Linked DNA regions of Ovis aries: region 1 is linked to region 2. The links are chromatin contacts, called in public Hi-C maps. All regions are on one chromosome and are shown on one strand. The core of a region is the stretch at or near the end of the contact, and the rest is flanking DNA. Distances in the headings are between cores, read along the strand shown.

The links. A called contact is a pair of places that touch in the nucleus more often than the background predicts.
Region 1: a Hi-C map of hypothalamus shows a contact between it and region 2, with 4 times the contacts expected there. The contact joins the promoter of MRAS here to the enhancer-like site in region 2. A contact is called at or near these places in 2 of 16 Hi-C or Micro-C datasets (hypothalamus and tail adipose tissue).

Annotation. Positions count from the first base shown.
Region 1 is chr1:251,422,083-251,427,184 of ARS-UI_Ramb_v3.0, forward strand. It overlaps MRAS (muscle RAS oncogene homolog), which reads right to left and starts at 1,283. Exons shown (of 6, transcript XM_004003306.5): 1 at 1,211-1,283. LOC121817295 (a long non-coding RNA gene) reads left to right here and starts at 1,009. Exons shown (of 2, transcript XR_006057149.2): 1 at 1,009-1,131.
Region 2 is chr1:250,869,097-250,874,289 of ARS-UI_Ramb_v3.0, forward strand. No RefSeq gene overlaps it. Among named protein-coding and RNA genes, the nearest start is that of TRNAC-ACA, 23 kb to the right of the region's middle. Within about 2 kb of position 1,660, at least 43 of the 54 cell types and tissues checked have an H3K27ac peak or open chromatin away from gene starts, as enhancers often do. A contact at or near this core is called in hypothalamus and tail adipose tissue, where this site is marked.

The DNA.
Region 1 (5,102 bases), core at 33-2,532, 550 kb after region 2:
ATCCCAGAGCGCAGGGATCAGGGCCCATATGAAGTGGCCCTTGTCTGCCTCTCCAGACTGGCCTCTGGCCCTAGCCAGCACAGACCTCAGGGCCAGCCACAGTCTATCTGGGTGTCCAGTGCCCATGCTCTGCCAGGCATCACCTCCTTTAGGAGGCCTTCCCTGACCCTCCACGCTGTCTGTTCCCACAGCCCCTGTGCTCCCCTGACCCCAGAACCGACACACAGGGCTCACTTTGCACTCCTACCTTCCCCGCGGCACAGGATCTGGCATTGTGCCCCACACGCAGTGGGAGCCCCTGCAGGTTCCATTCAATGAATGAGCCGGGGCCCTGGTGGTGACCAGAGCCCCAAGCCCTGTGGCGCCGCAAAAGACTGTTAATGCAGCAGTCTGCTTTTTATCATTCAGACAAATGTGACAACTCTCTCGACAGATCCCTGCCCTCGTTAACGCCCCTCTAAAAATATAAAGAGCCACCACCAACCCTTCCCCATCCCACTCGAGACCCGCCGCCCACTCCCCGCGGCTTCTCGCCAGAGGAAAAAGGAACCCAAAGGCGGTTACCATGAAAGGGGCTTTTTAGGTGGTGAGCAGGCCCATCTCACTGGGGTCCCGATCGTCGCCGACTTCTCGATCGCACACAGTTACGCTGGAGCCTGAGATGGGGGCAAAAGGCCAGTCCCCAAGCGCCGTCCTCCGGCCCGGCCCGGGGCGGCCACACCTCCCGCCCGGAACAAAGCGCCCGGCCGGTCCCCTCCCTCCCAGCCCGCCCCGACCTCTCACCGCGCACTCCAGCCCAGCTTGGCTCCGGCCTCAGGCCACCTCCTCCATGCCCGCGCCAACCAGAAGACAGCGCCGCGCCCTCCGGGCCCCAAGGCGGCCGGACTGACGGCTTTGGGCCCGCGGCCTCCCGGCCGCTTCGGCCGGTCCCCGCCCCGGCGCCTCCTTAAAGCGACCGCGCAGCCCGCGCGCGCCCCAGCCTAGCGCCTGGCGAGCCGCGCATTCCTTATATTGCAACAGCGCCTGCTAAAAATAGAGCGCCGCCTCCGTAGGCGCTGGGGGGGCCGGGCCCGGCGCTGCGACCCTGCCACCCCCGCGGGCCCCAGACTCCGAGGACGCGCGGCTCACGAGGTTTGTGCCACCTGCGCCGAGCTCCCGGGACCCAGCAGGGCACGCGTACCGGGCCTCCCCCGCGGTCCCGCGCACTTACCCGGGTCCGACCACTGGCGCCCGGGAGGTGGCTTTAAGGTGGACGCCGAGTGGGAATTCGCCCGGGCCTCTTTAAGAGCCTCTGCGCTCCAGCCTTTAAATCTCCGCTCCCGCCCGGCCAACTTCGGAGCCTACAGACGCCTCCCCTGTCCTAGGCGATCCCAGGCCGCCACCTTAACCGCATTCCCTTCGAATCCCGCGCCGTGTTTCTTCCTAGATCCAGTCCCCAGCGTCGCTTCCCGAAGGCCCCCTCGGTGCCGGTTTTTGAGCCTAAAGTTCGTTCAGATGGAGGCGATGCACGGGGACAGGCGACACTCGCGATCCATTTCATTTTTTCAGTTCCGCTGACTCCTCTCCATCGGCATCATGTTCCCCTGATTTTAAAAACTGAGATATAATTCACACACCAAAAAATTCCAGCTTTTAAAGTGGGCAATAGAGTAGTTTTTAATATATTCACAAAGTTGTGCAACCATCACTATTACCTAGTTCCAGATCACTTTCATAACACTACCTCCCCTTTAAAAAAAAAAAAAAAGAAGAAGAAGAAGAAGAAGAAGAAGAAGAAGAAAAGCCATTTACAGTTACTCCCCATTCCCTCCTCCTACTGGCTGCTGGAAACCGCTACTCTACTTTCTGTCTCTATGGATTTGCCTACTCAGGACATTTCAGGAAAGTGGAATCATGCATGCGCTCTTTTGTGACCCAGCTTCCTTCACTTCACAGGATTTTTTCGAGGTTCATCAACGTTGCAACGTGTAGCAATGCTTCATTCCCTTTTGTGATTGAATAGACTGGGCTGTGTGGACACGCTACATTTTATCTTTGACCAGCTGATGGACAGTTAGATGGTTCGTACTTTGAGGCTATTATGAATAAAACTGCTATGAACATTCATGTACAAGTCTTTGTATGAACTTATGTTTTCATTTCTCTTAGGTATATACCTAGGAGTAGAATTGTGGACCATATGCCATGTTTGACATTTGGAGGAACCCCCAAACTGGTTTCCAAAGCAGCTGCTATTTTACATTCGACCAACCGTGTATGAGTGTTCCACATCTTCACATCCTCACCAACAATTGTTATCATCTGTCTTTTTGATTATAGCCATCCTAGTAGTGGCGATGGCGAAGTGGTATCTCACTGTAGTTTTGATTGCCAGTGTCCTTTTAATGTCCCGTTAATGTCGACCATTTTTAAAGTCTTTATTGAATTTGTTACCATATTGCTTCTGTTTTATGTTTTTATTTTATTTTTGTTCTTGAGGCATGTGAGATCTTAGCTCTCCAACCAGGGATCGAACCCACACCATCTGCACTGGAAGGTGAAGTCTTAACCACTGGACCACCAGTGAAGTCTCCTATCAGTATCGTTTTTGAGGATGTTCTTTTTGTAGACAGACCTTAATGATAACTTGGAACCAGCTTTACACATCTGATAAACCCATCTGGAACCCATCCTCTTATTATTTTCAAAGCTTCACCCACCACCCCAGGCCTTTGCTATCCTGAGTCCTTCATGCTGTACTGTGGCACAGGGTTTCAGTTGGTACCCAGGTACCCAAGCCACCATTTATTTGGAAAACTCAGCAGTGGCCACAGGACTGGAAAAGGTCAGTTTTCATTCCAGTCCCAAAGAAAGGCAATGCCAAAGAATGCTCAAACTACTGCACAATTGCACTTATCTCACACACTAGTAAAGTAATGCTCAAAATTCTCCAAGCCAGGCTTCAGCAGTATGTGAACCGTGAACTTCCAGATGTTCAAGCTGGTTTTAGAAAAGGCAGAGGAACCAGAGATCAAATTGCCAACATCCACTGGATCATGGAAAAAGCAAGAGAGTTCCAGAAAAACATATATTTCTGTCTTTGACTGTGTGGATCACAATAAACTGTGGAAAATTCTGAAAGAGATGGGAATACCAGACCACCTGACCTGCCTCTTGAGAAACCTATATGCAAGTCAGGAAGCAACAGTTAGAACTGGCATGGAACAACAGACTGGTTCCAAATCGGAAAAGGAGTACGTCAAGGCTGTATATTGTCACCCTACTTATTTAACTTCTATGCAGAGTACATCATGAGAAACGCTGGGCTGGAAGAAGCACAAGCTGGAATCAAGATTGCTGGGAGAAATATCAATAACCTCAGATATGCAGATGACACCATCCTTATGGCAGAAAGTGAAGAGGAACTAAAAGCTTCTTGATGAAAGTGAAAGAGGAGAGTGAAAATGTTGGCTTAAAGCTCAACATTCAGAAAACTGAGATCATGGCATCTGGTCCCATTACTTCATGGGAAATAGATGGGGAAGTGGAAACAGTGTCAGAATTTATTTTGGGGGGCTCTAGAATCACTGCAGATGGTGACTGCAGCCATGAAATGAAAAGATGCTTACTCCTTGGAAGAAAAGTTATGACCAACCTAGATAGCATATTGAAAAGCAGAGACATTACTTTGCCAACAAAGTTCCGTCTAGTCAAGGCTATGGTTTTTCCAGTAGTCATGTATGGATGTGAGAGTTGGACTATAAAGAAAGCTGAGCGCTGAAGAACTGATGCTTTTGAACTGTGGTATTGGAGAAGACTCTTGAGAGTCCCTTGGACTGCAAGGAGATCCAACCAGTCCATTCTGAAGGAGATCAGCCCTAGGGTTTCTTTGGAGGGAATGATGCTGAAGCTGAAACTCCAGTACTTTGGCCACCTCATGCGAAGAGCTGACTCATTGGAAAAGACTCTGATGCTGGGAGGGTTTGGGAGCTGGAGGAGAAGGGGACGACAGAGGATGAGATGGCTGGATGACATCACTGACTCAATGGACGTGAGTCTGAGTGAACTCTGGGAGTTGGTGATGGACAGGGAGGCATGGCGTGCTGCGATTCATGGGATTGCAAAGAGTTGGACATGACTGAGTGACTGAACTGAACTGAACTGATTGTGTCCCCTGCACCCACCCCCACCTGCTGTCCTGAAGGCTCTGTGGATTCCCCGAGTCCCCATGGTAGTGGGGGAGGGTTTGAATGCCATCAAGACTATTGCATCTTGGGAGGGAATGAAAGACCCAGTTGAGGAGGGGCCTTGAGGGACAGCTGTTCATCTTGACAGTCTAGTCTTGCCCTGGGACCTGCCTCTTCCCCTGCCCCTTCCATTTACCACAGGCCTTGGTGACCTGGGTTCAATCCCTGGGTTGGGAAGATCCCCTGGAGAAGGAAATGGCAACCCACTCCAGTATTCTTGCCTGGAGAATCCCATGGACAGAGAAGCCTGGTCGGCTACAGTCCATGGAGTCGCAAAGTGTTGGACAAAACTGAGCGACTTCACTTCACTTCACTCCACTTTTGGAGGAGAAGGCAGGGGTCTGTGTGTCCTGGTTTGCAAAGGAGTCAAAGGTTTGTCTTTTAAAAAAATTTTTATATTTAAATATTTATTTTATTTATATTTTTTTATTTGGTTGCATGAGGTCTTAGTCACAGCATGTGGGATCTTTGATCTTTGTTGAGGCAGGTGAACTCTTAGTTGCAGCATGTGGGATCTAGTTCCCTGACCAGGAATCAAAACCGGGTCCCCTGCGATGGGAATGTGGAGTCTTAGCCACTGGACCACCAGGAAAGTCCCTCAAAGGTTTGTCTTTATACCACTTTCATACACAAATCTTTAATAACCTGTTTCCCTTTAAAATGGAACGTAACCAGTTAGTACTAACACACAAGTACCTGGATTTCTCTAAGGGTGAGATTAGACACTACAGGTTGACACTGGAGTCCCACTACAGGGCACTTGTCCCACTTGGGCTGCCTCCTCTGCTTTTTGAGCCTGGAAATAAAGCAAACAGCTGCTAGCAAATAGGAACTTTAAAGAACAAGGTCACTGAGCAGCAAAGTGAGGCCTGGGGT
Region 2 (5,193 bases), core at 410-2,909:
TCTGCTTCATTGACTACGTGAAAGCTTTTGACTGCAGATCACAACAAACCGTCGAAAATTCTTAACAAGCTGGGAATACCAAACCACCTAACCTGTCCCCTGAGAAACCTGTATGCAAGTCAAGAAGAAATAATTAGGGACCTTCCTGGCAGTCTAGTGGTTAAGACTTTACCTTCCAATACAGGGGGTGCATGTTCGATCCCTGGTTGGGGAGCTAAGATCCCACATGTCTCATGGCCAAAAAACAAAACATAGACCAGAAACAATATTGTTAACAAATTCAATAAAGACTTTGAAAATGGTTCACACATACACACACAATATTAAAAAAAAAAAGAAATCGTTAGAACTGGATATAGAACAATGGACTGGTTCAAAATTGGGAAAGGAGTATGTCAAGGTTTATATTGTCCCCCTGCTTATTTAACTGACGTGCAGAGTACATCATGCGTAATGCCAGGCTGGATGAATCACAAGCTGGAATCATAATTGCCAGGGAAATATCAACAACTTCAGATGAAACCACTCTAATGGAAGAAAGTGATGAGGAACTAAAGAGCCTCTTGAGGGTGAAAGAGGAGAGTAAAAAAGCTGGCTTTAAACCCAACATTCAAAAAACAAAGATCATGGCATCTGATCCCATCACTTTATGGCAAATAGATGGGAAACAGTGGAAACAGTGACAGATTTTCTTTTCTTGGGCTCCAAAATCACTGCAGACAGTGACTATAGCCATGACTACAGTGACTGTAGCTTGCTCCTTGGAAGGAAAGGTATGACAAACTCAGACATACTAAAAGCAGAGACATCACTTTATAACAAAGATCTGTCTAGTAAAAAAGCTATAGTTTTTCCAGTATTCATGTATGGATGTGAGAGTTGGACCATAAGGAAGACTAAGTGCTGAAGAACTGATGCTTTCAAATTGCTAGAGAAGACTCTTGAGAGACCCTTGGACAGCAATGAGATCAATATAGTCAAACCTGAAGGAAAACAACCCTGAATACTCATTGGAAGGAACGATGCTGAAGCTGAAGCTCCAATACTTTGGCCACCAGACATGAAGAGGTGACTCATTGGAAAAGACCCTGAAAAGACCCTTTCCCAGAAAGATTGAGGGCAGGAGGAGAAGAGGGTGACAGAGGATGAGATGGCTTGATGGCATCACCGACTCAATGGACATGAGTTTGAGCAAGCTCCAGGAGATAGTGTAGGGCAAGGAAGCCTGGTGTGCCGCTGTCCATGGGGTCGCAGAGTCAGACACGACCTAGCAACAACAACAGCACCGAATACCACCTTAACATGCCTATTCCAAATGATCCAATCACGAAGTGAAATAGACCCAGGGATCCTGTGTTAACGGCAGGAGGGCAGAGCCTGGGAAGTGACGCCAACACCGGGATCCCTGTGCTCAAAGAGCCCCTCAAGGCGGTGGTGGCGCCAGTGGTAAAGAACCCGGCTGCCAATGCAGGAGAGGTAAGAGACATCCCTGGCTGGGGAAGATGCCCTGGAGGAGGGCATGGCAACCCACTCCAGTGTTCTTGCGAGGGGAATCAAGTCAGGGAAGACTGAAGCGACTCAGCATGCACGTACAAGGCGCACATGGGCTGCGGGACGCGGGCTTCGGCCGCCAGGTGGCGTCCTGACCTCGGCGCGGGCAGGCTCTTCCTTCCCAGTAGGTCGTAGGGCAGGGCTTCCACCAAACCAAGCCCGAAGCGACGCGCCCAGTGCCCGCCGACCGTGGAGCCCGAACGCAAACACGGAAGCCCCGCCTGCCTGATCTCAAAGCCCAGGACAATGCCGAGGGACTTCGTGTCCCAGGAGGACATAAGCACGGCACTCGTCTCCGCCTTCTGACCTCGCTCCTCGCCTCGCGAGGTGTGGGAGGAAGGGAAAGAAGATAACACTCGAAGGGGTCCGGAGGAAAAGCAAGCATGTCCCAAAATGAGGGGACCTCGAAACTGAATAAACATGTCTTGCGGATGACGCGGAGGAAGAAGTCGTCAAGATTCTGACCTCCCTTCCAATTCCCTGTCGGCCCCGCCCCTCACTTCGCCCTTCCCCAGTCCTCCTTCCTCTTTCCGCCACGGCCGAAAACAGAAGTATCTGAAAGTCGGGAAGAAGCGGCCGGAGAGCTCGCGGGGTCCCCAGTGCGCAAGCAAGAGGGAGGTCCCTCCGCAGCCCCGCGCGGCTCCTGCTCCGCCCGCAGGGAGGCCGCCAGGAGGCGCTGTGGGGCGGGCGGGCCGCGTCTCTGAGAGCACTGGCTGCCTCTTCTAGAAATTTCCTTAAAAGATGCAAGTGACCTTCAGCCCCGCCCCGAGAGCATCTCCAGCCTCCTAGGCCCAGTCAGGTTTCCTATCGGGCCTTGAGGGCAGGTCCTCTGTCCCACTGGCTGCTGCAGCTCCAGCTCCTGGAACAGAGAAGAATAAGCGCCATCTTCACCAAATATTGTCTGAACTGCTAGTAAGGCCAGGAAATGTCCTTGGCACTGATGATAAATGAGTGATTAAAACAAACAAAGCCACTTCCTTTGTGAAGCTTATATTCTGTTGTGGAAGAGAGAAGGGGAGACCAAGGAGATAAGCAATAAAATAGAAGTGGTAAAAGTAGTAAATAGGTGTCAGAAAGGGATAGGTGCAATGGAGAAAAAGAGTAAGAGGATTATGGAACTGTAGGGTGATGTGGGGATTCTTGTTTTATACAGGATGGTCACAGAAGGCCTTTCTTATCAGAAGAAAACACTTCATCAGGGGCAGAGAGCAGCCACTCTGAGGTAAGAAGAGAAAAATAAGGAAAATAAGGAACACTTCACACTTGTATTAAATGAATTAATATCAAGGCAGGATTCCCTGGTGGTCCAGTGGTTAAAATTTCCCCTTTCAGTGCAGGGAGTACAGGTTCAATCCCTGATCCGGGAGCTAAGATCTCCCATGCCTCCTGCCAAAAAGCCAAGAGGCAAAACAGAAGCAATATTGTAACAAATTCAATAAAGACTTTAAAAATGCTCCATATCAAGGCAAGACCCCACACTGTGCAATGGCACTCCTGATGCCCCACTTCATCCATCCAATCATTTTATTTTTTTATTTTTTATTGATTTATTTGGAAGCACTGGGGATCTTAGTTCCCCAACCAGGTACCAAACCTCTGCATTGCAAGGCGGATTCTTAGCCACTCGACCACCAGGGAAGTCCCAATGATTCCTTTGGTTAGCAGCCCTCAGTCACCTACCTTCTTTATGGTGGACCTTATGCTGGGTGTATCGCATTTCTGTATACCCAAACCCAGGGTAGAAAATGAAGAAAACATATTCCTTGGAGGGGAAAGAGACCACCTTTATGCTCACTCTGGTAGGACCAGAGAATGACACAGCCTTCTTGGGAAGTGATTTAACAGCATCTCACTTTTAAATGTGGGCACACTTTGAACCAAATCCTCAGTCTGGGACTCCAAGCCAGGCCCCTCAGCATGGTGGTCAGGACCACTGACTGGAGCTAGACTGACTGGATTTTAACTCCAGCAGCATCTTATATCAGCTTTCCAGGTGGCTCACTGGTAAAGAATCTGCCTGCCAATGCAGGAGACACAGAAGACGAGGGTTCAACCCCTGGGTCAGGAAGATCCCCTGGAGAAGGAAATGGCAACCCACTCCGGTATTCTTGCCCAGGGAAATCCCATAGACAGAGGAGCCAGGTGGGATACAGTCCATGGGGTTGCAAAGAGTTGGCCACAGCTAAGCTCTACACACTAACGTCTCTTATCAGCCCTAGGACCCTGAAAATACTACTCACCTGTGCTTGAGCTTTCACATCTGTAACACTAAGCTAATAATAATATTAGCTAGCCTTTAGTAGTTTTCAGAAAATACATCACAAACGGCTTAGAGCAGTACCTGTCTTATTGCAAGTGTTCAATAAATGTTAGCCATTATTATTTGCTTAAGCAACTGTTTGCACACAAATGCAGGGTTTTGTTTGTTTGTTTTTTCAAAAGTCTTTATTGAATTTGTTGCAATGTTGCTTTTGTTCCATGTCTTGGTTTTCTGCCCAAGAGGTATCTTAGCTCCCTGATCAGGGATCGAACACTCACTCCCTGCATTGGGAGATGAAGTCTTAACTGCTGGACCACCAGGGAAGTCCCAAAAGTTCAAGGTGACTTCTTCACCACAATCCTCTCTGCAGTGAACTCCAGATTAGAGCAACCTCCGGAGGAGGCAATGGCACCCCACTGCAGTATTCTTGCCTGGAAAATCCCATGGATGGAGCAGCCTGGTAGGCTGTAGTCCATGGGGTCACTAAGAGTCGGACACAGCTGAGTGACTTCCCTTTCACTTTTCACTTTTATGCATTGGAGAAGGAAATGGCAACCCACTCCAGTGCTCTTGCCTGGAGAATCCCAGGGACAGGGCAGCCTGGTGGGCTGCCATCTGTGGAGTCGCACAGAGTTGGACATGACTGAAGCGACTTAGCAGCAACAGCAGCAGCAGCAGTGAATATCCAACTGTAGGGAGATGACTAAGCAGATTATAGTACATCCATTCTATAGAAGAAAATGTAATTTTAGAAAGATTGTGTCAAAGAGAGACATCATATCATATCAAATGTCAAAAAGTGTTGAGTCTTCTGGAATGCTGGGATGTGTAGCATGGGAGTACTGGGGAAGACTTGGCTCTGGGGATCTTAGTTCCTCTGATAAGAGCTAATTTGATCTGTTACATGAATAGTCCATCAATATCAATCCAAAATTTTAAGTGCAAATATCTTTTGACCCAGAAATCCTACTTCCAGGAGCTTATCCTGGAAGGTATACTTGCAGGTATACCTATCCTAGAGGTGTACTTGTGCATTTACACAAAGACTCATCAACAAGAAGGTTTGTGGCAGCGTTATCAAAGACGGAAACAACCTCATTGTCCATCAACAGAGGATTAGTTAAATAAATGGTGATGCATCCATCCTGTGAGAGATTGAGCAGCCATTAAAGTTAATGAAGCAGATCTGTATGTGCTGAAGTGGAAAAATCCCCAAGATGCACTAATTTAAAAACACAACATGACCACGATGAGATACCACTTCATACCCATTTAAATGGCTGAAATTTTAAAAACTGACTACACCTAACATTTGTAAAACTGTGGTGCAAACGAGAACCATTTTAGAAAACAGGTTGTGTTTGTTTGTTTGTTCTTAACTA